Linked DNA regions of Sus scrofa: region 2 is linked to region 1. A link is a contact called in public Hi-C data. All regions are on one chromosome and are shown on one strand. Each heading gives the region's core, a stretch centred on a gene start, on an enhancer-like site or on the middle of the called end of the contact. The rest is flanking DNA. Distances are from core to core; before and after follow the strand shown. Region 1 holds the start of DCUN1D2 (DCN1-like protein 2). Region 2 holds the start of RASA3 (ras GTPase-activating protein 3).

Evidence for each region. Hi-C and Micro-C count contacts between places; a contact is called where the count stands out from the background.
Region 2: a Hi-C map of liver shows a contact between it and region 1, with 6 times the contacts expected there. The contact joins the promoter of RASA3 here to the promoter of DCUN1D2 in region 1. A contact is called at or near these places in 2 of 47 Hi-C or Micro-C datasets (epiblast stem cells and liver).

Annotation. Positions count from the first base shown.
Region 1 is chr11:78,706,502-78,711,693 of Sscrofa11.1, reverse strand. DCUN1D2 (DCN1-like protein 2) reads left to right here and starts at 2,968. Exons shown (of 8, transcript XM_021065981.1): 1 at 2,968-3,973. TMCO3 (transmembrane and coiled-coil domains 3) reads right to left here and starts at 2,589. Exons shown (of 14, transcript NM_001267851.1): 1 at 2,422-2,589; 2 at 452-531.
Region 2 is chr11:79,026,059-79,031,250 of Sscrofa11.1, reverse strand. RASA3 (ras GTPase-activating protein 3) reads left to right here and starts at 3,260. Exons shown (of 24, transcript XM_003131110.5): 1 at 3,260-3,467. The coding sequence starts at 3,413.

The DNA of each region.
Region 1 (5,192 bases), core at 1,719-4,218:
ATGACTCCTCTCTCACCTCCGACTCTGGGGCCAGCGTGACTGCAGGGGGTGTGACTGAATCCTCAGACACTGCTCCTGGGCCCCTGGAGCCCCAGCGCCCATCCCTGGAGGCCCTTAGGGGAATGGGGCAGTGGGGGCAGAGAGGGAAGCAGCTCCTCCATTTTTTTCAACTTCACATCATGGGTTAACCTGGAAAAGCTCAAAGCTCTGCCTCCCAGCTTTCTGCTCACGTGGGGTCACAGGACCCTCTACCCCAGTCTCCTCCTCAGGCCCCTCCAGACCCAGCGACTTAAAGTCACTGCATCGAACTGCTGAAGGAGAGCCCAGTTTGTTGCCAGCAGCCTCTGGCTGTAAGGCCAGGTAGGACACAGTTCTTAGGACAGCCCATCCCCGAGGTGTCTGCCCCGCCCACCCAGCTGGACCCGCCAGCCGAGCGGGGACGGGGACTGACCTGGTACCAGGGCTCCAGGCAGGAAATCCGGCCCCTGCGGCGTGGGTGTGGCAGGATCACGGTTAACGGGCGCAGCACCTCTGGAAAAAGCAAAGCGTGAGGGTTATTTGTAGTAGATGGTTTAACATCCGACTTTTTCCTGCTCTCACTAGCACCTCCAGGTTCAACACTGCACAGGCAGAAAGGAGGGCCTCATGGAAAGGTCCAAGGAAGCCACATCTGTCGCAACGAAATCTGCAGAGGACTTCACCTGAAGAGTACATTGCACACTCTGGCAAGTCGAATGATGAGTACTTCTAAAAAGACAGAGCACTTACCTGGCCCACTGGGTTACTCTGCTGTACAGCAGAGACTGACATTGTAAACCGACTATAAAAAAAACCTAAACAAAACAATTTATGGTTCATTTCTAATCAGTAAAAGAACTGGAGAATGGATTAAGAAAAGGAACAAGGAAACAAGTTTTAAAGTATTTGAAGTTAATCATACAAAAACCAGGAGTTCCCTTTGTGGCTCAGCGGTTAATGATCCTGAATAGGATCCACGAGGTTGCAGGTTCGATCCCTGGCCTCGCTCAGTGAGTTAAGGATCCGGTGTCGCCGTGAGCTGTGGTGTAGGTCGCAGATGAGTCTCGGATCCTGCGTTACTGTGGCTGTGGTGTAGGCTGGCGGCTGCAGTTCTGATTCAACCCCTAACCTGGGAACTTCCATATGCCGCAGGTGCAGCCCTAAACAACAGCAACAACAAAAAAAAAAAAACCAACAAGAAAACCCCACAAAAACCAAACATTCCATTGAGTAATCCAATCACTAGGACACTATCTTTTTAACACTGATTATTAAAAGAGAAATTTGGAACCAGTATGATCCTGTGACCCAAAAAACGATAAGAAAAACAAATAGGAAAAGGCTGTAAACCGAGGAGCCTTGCTTGTCGGGCAGTTGCTGGAGGATCAGGCATGGAGCACTGTGGCCGGTGCCGCCAGTGCCCCTGAGAGGAACTCAGACCGAGGGAGCAGGTCGAGGCCTCTGTGCTTTGGGAAAACAGACAGAACAGACCAGAGGTTGTTCTTTAGGAAAAACGCTTACGAGCCCAGATTGCGGCATCTTGCCGCACTCCGGGGAGCGCTAACATCAGAACTGCGACACTGCCTGTGACTAGCAGCCACGCTCTGCGCCAGGTGTGCAGGGCCGCAGGCACCCCTTCTCTAAAACCCCTGCCATCCAGCCTCCGGCTCGGAGCCCTGGGAGAGGCCGTCTCCTGGGCTCGGTCCCCCGCTGACCCTGAATGAAAGAGAGCTCAGGGCTCTGGGGGAGGGCCTCACTGCAGCCGCCTTCACCTGGACGAGCGCACGATCTGACCGCACGTGGACGGTGACCCACGGCCTCACTCGGGGCTCACAGGTGAGATGTGAAAGGAACCTGGGGGCAGCGAGGAGGCCCGGACCCAGAGGGGATCCTGGAGCAGCGGCTCCTCCGCACACGGGACTCGAGCGGCAGGCGCCTGGAGGGTGTATACGGTCCAACGGTGTGGCCGGCAGTGTCCGCAGCGTCATCGGTGACTCAAGAACGGCGAGGCGCTCCCCCCAGCCCCTCCGAGCCCCCCGCCCCCGCTCCCGCCGCAACCCTGGGGCCGCCGCCAGCTGCGCGGGTCTGGAAAAGGGCGCTCCGGTGCAGCACTGCCGCACGCCCGCGGGCGGGAGCAGCAGGCTCGGGCGGGAAGACCCCGGGAGAGGGGAGACCAAGGCCCAGGGAGAGGGGACCCCACGAGAGAGGAGAGACCCTGCAGAGGAGGAGAACACGCCCTCAGTAAGGAGAAACCCCCGAGGAGGGGAGGGGAGACCCCCGGGGAGGGAAAGAGAAAGGCCGGCTCGAGAGACCCCCCCGGAAGAGGCGACCCTGGGAGGGGAGCCCCGAGACCGCACCTCAGGCGGGACCCGGACCCCGCGCCGAACGCCGCGCAGCGCTCACCGTGACGTCCCGGCGGCGGTGAGTCCTGGGCCCGGCACTCCGGCGCGGGGAGCCGAGGGGAGGGCAGGGACGCACCTTCTCCGCATCCCTTCCCAGGCGGTGGGGCCGCCCCCGGGGCGGGGACGGGGACTGGGTGAGGCGCGCAGAGGGCCCGGCCGCCGGCGCACTGGGAGAGCCGTCTGCGCCGACGCGGCCTAGAGGAACAGGCGGCGCCGCCAAGAAGGCGGGGCGGGGTTCCGCGGCCCCGGGGAGGCGCGGTGCACGCCGGGAGTTGGAGGCGGGGCGGTGCCCGGCTCCCGTCGGCCCCCGGGCGGAGCAGGGCACGCCGGGAGTTGGAGTCCCCCGGGCCTGACCTGCAGCTGCCTCCCGAGGCAGGTGTTTCGAGAGCCGAGGACAGGGACGGCGCGGCCGGACCAGGGCGCCTGCGCAGTTGGCCGGGGCCAGCGAGAAGCTGGGGCGCCCAGGGGAGAATGGTAGGCGGCACGTGCCATCGCCTTCCGCGTGGCTCCTCCTGGGCACCCGGGGGTCGGGGAGGGCTGGTGGGGTTGGCCAAGGTCGGGGGTGGGAGCGGGACCTAGGCTGGGGAAGGTCGGGGGCTGGGAGGCGGGAGCCAGGGGCTCTGGAGAGACCTGACCGGGAGGCTGCGGGAGAGTCGGGGTCCGGGTCGGCGCGAAGGCCTCGGGCGCGGTGGGGACGCCGGTGGCGGGAGGCACGCAGGTGGGACCTGGCCGGTGACCCAGGGGCAGCGTTGCTGACTGAGGAGGTGGAGGCACTGAGCGGGCCGGGGGCTCTGGTCAGTGCGTCTTCGGAAGCGTGAGCAGCCAGGTGACCGAGGAGGGAGGGACGTTGGGGGCACACCAGCATCCCGCCGAGGTCAGGCGGCAGGACTGCGCCTTTGAGCCTGGCCAGTAGTCCAGAGTGGCCGGAACGTGGACGTCAGGGTCGAGAACGGGCGCTGTGGAAGGCTTTTGAGAGGGAGCAGTGCGTGCGAAGCGATCACCTTTTGTCGGGAGGACAGGTGGGTCTGAGTGGGTCAGGATCCCATGTAAGGGAGACCAGCCGGGAGGCTGTGGGAATAGCCTGGGCCGCAGGAGGTGAGGACTTGGACGGAGACCATCTGTAGGAATAAGAGGGATGAGAGGCAAGAAGGGCGAGGCCTTGCACAGAGCTGGTCAGAAAGGGAGGAGGAGCAAAGAAAGGCGTGTCGTCCGGGCTTGGAGGTGCGAGCAGATGCCGACGTGCGTGACCAAAGCAGAACCTGTCCAAGGCCGGCCGGTTGTGCAGGAAGAAGATGCGGGAGCAGGGGAGATACAGGAGTCAGCGATGGATCTGGGGTTCACAGAGAAGTGTTAGGAAATGTACAGCGACTTCGAAGTGTCGTGAAAACGAGGCCGTGGATGGGTTTGGGCGACCCTTCAGTGAACCCGGTGCTTGCTGTGTATAAGATGCTGAGCTCCGTGCTGAGCAAGACAGACGTGTGCTTGGCGTTGATGGAGCTGGTGACCTGGCAGGAAGGACAGGCACGGAACACACAACCACTTTTTTGCAGTTGGTAAGTGCCAGGGAGGGACACTGGTTTCAGGGACTCCTGTAGTGCAGAGGACACAACGTCATGTCCGATGCCCAGGTGTGAAGGCTTAGCCGCAGAAACACGGTGGGAGTTGAACTCTCTAGAATGTTTGGGTGGGAGGGCAGCCTGGTGGAAAGGCAGGCTAGGTGCTGCATCCAGGCATCAGGATGGCCTGGCTGAGCCCGGAGAACCAGGGAAAAGGGACCGAGCAGGAGACTGTGGAGGGAACTGGAACCAGCCCTTTGGCTGCGCCTCAAGGGTGGCGCCCTTCGAGGGCCGGGAAGGAAGGGCAGTCTTTGTCCAAATGGGAGTGGAGGCCAGGAGAGGGTTTCAAGCAGGAGGCAGATGCTCCAGGAGGACTGTCGGGAGCGGAGTGGCGGTGTGAGGACAGCGCTTCCGGGTGGGAAGAGAGCCAGGAAGGGGCTGGAGAAGAGCTGGTCAGGGAGCCAGGAGGACCGGAGGAGGTGGTCCCCAGAACGGGGGGCGGGCAGCCCTCCGTCGCCCGCAGACAGCACTCGCCAGCAGTTAAGGGGAAGGGGCTGGGTGGGCAGGAGCCTGACTCGCTGGAGAGGCCAGAAAGCCGAGAGAGTGAAAGGGGACACCTGGGTCTAACTCCATGCACCCGCCGCCTGCTGTACCCGAGGCCGTCAAGGTGGCCAAGTGGCTGCCGTTAACCAAGTGTGGCTGCCTGGCAGCCTCTTGCACGTTGGCCCTGGGAGGAGACTTGGTTGCACCTGGTGTCTCTGGAAGGTCGTTTTAAGGGTAACTTATTTTCTATTTATTTATTTATTTGTATTTATTTTTTTGGTCTTTTTAGGGCCACACCTGTGGCATGTGGAAGTTCTCAGGCTAGGGGTCAAATCAGAGCTGCAGCTGCCAGCCTACGCCACAGCCACAGCAATGCCAGACCTGAGCCACGTCTGTGACTGACACCACAGCTCATAGCAGCCCTGGATCTTTAACCCACTGAGCAGGGCCAGGGACGGAGCCCGCATCCTCATGGATACTGGTCAGATTCATTTCCGCTGAACGCCACTTATTTTCAATTTAGATATGGTCCTTGGCGACTTGGATGACTCAGTCACCTGGCCCCGTGTTCCTCTGGGATTTGTCCTGGAGGTTCCCGGGGTGCCATGCTGACCTCTTCCGAGGTGAGACCCACGCACTGCAGAGATGAGCATTTCAGAGTGCACGTCGGTGC
Region 2 (5,192 bases), core at 2,011-4,510, 320 kb before region 1:
CACCTGGCACAGCAGCTGCACCTGAGCTACCATGTGGTTGAGATTTTGGTGGTTCACTGTCATCTTCCAGGGCTATTCTGGTATCAGACATGGGACTGGTGTTTTCAACAACCCTTTAGGTCTGTCAGGGAGGTCTGATCTCTGTGATCTATTTCCTCCAGGATGTGTCACTAGTTTTGATTCTCCATCTCAGCACCCCACTTGCCTTCTGTGCTGGGAAGGGCCCCGCACACCAAGGAGCCCCTGCAGGTGTTCTGACAACTGTCACATGCAGCCCTGCCCATTTTATCATTAGTGCCAGGGGAAATGATCATGTGGGGGGCTCTCTTTGAGCCACTCCTGGGCCAGGGCCCCATATATTTCTGGGACCTCCAACAGGGCATGATGACCCTTCAGCTCAGACCCCAGCTCAGCCAACCCTGTAATGTTTCCCTTCCCAGGTAGAATTGCCTGAATGAATGGCCACAGGCCCCTTTGGGGAAGAGTTCCTGGGGAACCCTCACATAAACACGTGCAGCTGTGTCCTCTCCTCCAGCTGGTGGCTCTGGGGATGAGAGCTGGCTCGCATCTGGAAACTGGGTAGGGGGTTGTAACGCTTTATTGAAGCAACTTTCTTCAGCCTCCTGATCCCTGTCTTTGATGGCTTTGATTGCATAAACGGAGTAGTGCTTTTGCTGGCCAGCTCTCCGTCCTGCCCCAGACATTTGACTGACCATCACGAGAACTTTTGCAGCTCAGGGTGCCAGCGCTGCCCCTGCAGACCTGCTGCACAGTAACTGCACCTGCCCGGCTTCTGATGGTGAAACGTCACCACCTGGTCCTGTGATGTCACCACCTGAACATCCTCACTGCTCTTAGGAAGCCCAGTGCTCCCCGCAACAGCGTCTCCACCCTCAGCAGTCCTGCAGTGGCCAGCCAAGCTGAGCTCTCACCGGCACCTTCTCCCTCACTCTGTGTCCTCTGGCTTTCCCAGTCACCAACCACATTTCCTGCTTTCATGGAGCGTATTTTCTCTCTTGTGCCATGTCTCTGAGCACAGATGCCTTCCTCTGCCACCTACCGTGACCATTTCGCATTTCCACTTCACTCAGTGTGGGATGCTGCTCTTTTATAGGCTTTCAAAGGCCATGCTAGGGTCCTGTGGTCCTTGCCAGGGTGCCAAATCCACGGTTGAATGAGGCCATATCGATCAACTCTAACCTGGTTTATCTTGACCCTCTGCCTCTCCTGAGTCCAACGTCCCCTGGCTCTGCTTCTGTCTTTGCTCCCCTGCCCCTACTGGGTTTCCTGGGTCTGTTTGCAGATGCAGTGCCTCTCCAGCTGGGTGATGTTGGTGCAGTGAGGAGTGGAGCTGGAGGCAGAGCACTGGGTGTGTGTACTGTCCCAGAATCACCTTCAAGCACAGAGGGCGCGTTCAACTCTAATGGGGGCAGTGGGACACCTCTTCCGGTCTAGAAGATTTAGAGGAACCCAGGATTCAAGGATTTGAACGCATTAATCCAGATGATCCTCCCCAAAGTGTAATGGTTACAGCAACCTTCCAAGGATTGAGCCTTCAACCAGCTCTGGGTACCACTGTCTTCAAGGTTAAGTCCCGGCTTTGACTGCAGGAGATGAGGATATCTTTACATGGTACCAAGGAAACCTTTTTGTCACACTTTTCTTTAAATTTGTGACCTTTTTCATTCCATTGATTTCTACGAGAACCACCTAATTCCACAGTCCAGATGATTCCTGCTTTTTCCAACTTCTCCAATACCTGAGACACTGCACCCCACCGTGTCCCCCTCAGCAGGCCTCCTGGCAACTCAGCACTGCTGCAGCAGGGCAGGGCTGCCAGCTGTCATTTAGCATCTGGCTCTCAAACCCCATCATAGAGGCCACTCCTTGGACACTCCTGGCCCCAGATGCCTTACAGCGGTTCCCTTGGAAACAGACTCCAAAGAGGAAATCCATGTGCAGGACCTGGTTGGAAGTGTTTGGGAGGGAAAGTCTGTGAGAGAATGGGGGGAAGATGGGGACAGAGGAGCCACTTGGCAACAATGCAGCTGCTACTGGGGTTTCAGCTGGTCCTCTGAGAAGGTCAGGAACTGGGGTTACTTTTCAGTTACCCTGATGGAGGCCAAGTCTTGGCTAGGAGGAGGGTGGGCTCTGGGTGGCCACACAACTACAGGAGCCTGCTGGGGTCCTGAGGCAGCAACACTGGGGGCTTGACCCCAGCCTCTTCAGTAAACCATGAGTAAACACCTCCTCTGACAGTCCTGAGAAGGTTGCCTCAAGCAGCTGATTGAGGACCTGGAAGGAGGGTAAGAATGGTCAGTAATCTTTTTCAACAGGTACCTAAGCATTTTTTTTTTTTTTTTAAGGAAGTGAGGTAAAACAGTGAGAAAAACAGGCCTCTCTCTTTATTAAGCTTGTATTCTGGTGTGTGTGTGTGTAAGTCTGTGTGTGTGATGTTGGGCACTCCTAAGTCAGAGGAGAGATAAGTGGACAGGAAGTCAGGAGACAGAAAATAAGGGGAGGATGGTAGCATGGGGATCAGCAAGGGCAGACAGGAGTGCACGTGGCCTGAAAGACTCAGAGCCAGGTGGCGGGAGACCAGGGCACGGTAGAGGGACAGGAAGGCATCAGAAGGGAATGGACATCTGCGGAGCCTAATCAGCAACCTCAGTGGAACCCTTGTTCCTCCAGAGGCCAGGTCTCCAGCAGCTGGTCCGCAAGTGCGGACTTGCTCTGAGGGGGCCGAGCTGGGCCAGAGAATTCTTTTCCTTGATTCCTTTAGGTCTGAGTTTCTTAAAATCATGTGCACATCTCCCTATTCCCGCGTCCTCCCGCCAGATTCTGCCTCCCCTCGCCTAGCCCCCGCCACCTTCTTTGCAACCCTAGTCCTCCACGCCCCGCCCTCCCGGTCCCCGCCCCCCCTTCCGCCCGGCCCTCGCCACCGCCCCCCGCTCCCCGAGCCAGCGACAGCTGACCGGTCCCCTCCTGGCGCCCTCCCCACGCCCAGTACCCCCCAGCGCCCCTCGGCCCAGTTCCTCCAGCAACCCTTGTGGGATCCTCCCTGCTGGGTGAACCACCCCGGCGTGGTACCTTCCAACCCTTCTCTGATACCGACCACGCCCCCTTGCGGGGTTCGGCCAATGGGGATCTGGGGCTGGGATGTGGGCGGAGCCGTCTCGCTCCTGCCCCTTTGCGGACCTCAGGCACAAGGCAACTGGGCAGGGCCGTGGGCGGAGCCTCACCGCCCACGCTCGCGCTCTCGGCCAATGGTCGGGTGCGTGGGCGGAGCCAGGGGACAGAGGCGCGGCCGACCCGCGGTCGACGAGACGCGCGCAGAGCGCGGGGACTGCGCCGCCGCTCTGGCTCCTGCTGCTCGGCGGGGCTCGGCGCACGAATTCCGGGCCGACCCAGCATGGCGGTGGAGGAAGAGGGGCTCCGAGTCTTCCAGAGCGTGAAGATCAAGATCGGTGAGCTCCCGGGAGCCGGCAGAGGCGTCGTGGCCTTCCAGGGGGCTATCGGCGGGCGCTCTCAGACTCCCGACCCCTTCGCTGAGGGCCGCGGCCCTGGCGCCTCCCGGCGACGCGCGCTCCTCATTTGCGCTCCCCTCTCCACCTCCCAGGAGATCCCCAGCCTTGACCCCTCCCTACCTCCTCCAAGACCTCCGGCCGCTACCTCCTCCCCACCTTCGGGAGATGCCCGGCCAAGGCTTCCTCCCCACCTTCCCGGAGACCTCTGGCCTCAACTCTCTCCCCACCTTCGGGAGATGCCGGACCGAGTGCCCCTTCGCCATCTCCTGGGAGACCGCAGCCCCTTCCCCACCTTCCGCGGGACTGGCCGGGCCGAGCTCGGGGGACGCAGCTCCCCGCGGTGCCTCCGCGCCGCGAGCGGCCCCTAGTCCCCGCAGGTGGGGTCGCCTGCACCAGGGAGAGGTGCGGCTGGACCCGGGTCCCATCCCTGCTGGGAGTGTGTCTGCGTGTGCATGAGCGCGCGCACGCGTGTGGGGACTCTCCGGATGCGTACATTTCTAGTGCCCCAAACACCCACCTCGGGGTTCCGCACCTCCGCTCAGTGCAGCGCCCAGAAACTTGCTTTGCTGGGAACGTGTGAGCTCTTTCACATGTTGCCCCGGGGCGAGGGGCAGAGGCAGGCTGCTGACTGGTGCCTGGGTGTGCACACGACTGTGTAGGTGGATTGTGTGTGCATATGTGTGTTCCTGAGTGATTGTGTGTGTATGTCTGTGTGTGAATATGTGGAGCGCCCTGGCCCAGGGCTCCCTCAGGGCAGCGAGCCACAGGAGCCACCCCTCCCCCCTTCCATTGAGAACTGGCCGCGGAAGCTTTTGGCCACCCGGCCTGCCATTCAGGTCGTGTCCCTGGAGCAGCCTGCCTTTCTCACTGGACCCAAGAGCTGGGGGAGGGAAGTGCAGCTGGAAGGCTATGTCTGGACTTCCTGGGTTTATCTAGAGAGTGTCACCTTCTCCTGGTGGTCCTGTTTTATCTTGGAGATATAAGACTTTTTCACCCCAGAGCAAGATCAGCGCCTGGAGTGTCTGCTACACATTAATGCCACAAGTGTGTCCTCTCACGGATGAGGGGCCAGCTCCTGTTGGAGAGGGCTTTTCGGGACTCAGAGTGTTGCCTGTCCCCAGGGTCTGTCTTGCCCGCTGAACTCCCTGTCCTCCCCGGGGGGCTGCACATTCCCCTGTGAGAAAGGGCCTCCGGGAACAGAGCCAGGCACCCAGTGACTGCTTGAGTGTCAGCTGTTGATGACATTCAGTGCTGCTCAGGAATTCCAGCCACCCCAAATCAGCGTGTTGTTTCCTGTGTCTGCTTTATTTTGGTTTGTGGATCATGGCTGCGACGCTGTTGATAGCTGGCTCAGAAGCACTGCGGGTAGGACCCTGAGGAGGCGCCTGCAGAGGGCTTCTGTTTACTTGGTTGGAATCTGTCACTCTCATGCTGAGAGGTTCACATTGGCTCTTCACCCGAAGAGTGGCAGGGAAGTGCCCCTCAGGGCCACGGTCCTCCGGAGGCTTTGAGATTGCCTCCTTAAGCACAGGGCATGAAGGGTGGGGTGACGTGCCAGGCTTCTGGGTGTGGTGGGCAGGAAGGCGTCAGGGAACTTTGGGGTTCAGGCCCCACATGGGCAGTGTCAGACTTGACTCGGGAGGGTTCTGGAACTGTGTCTGTGGG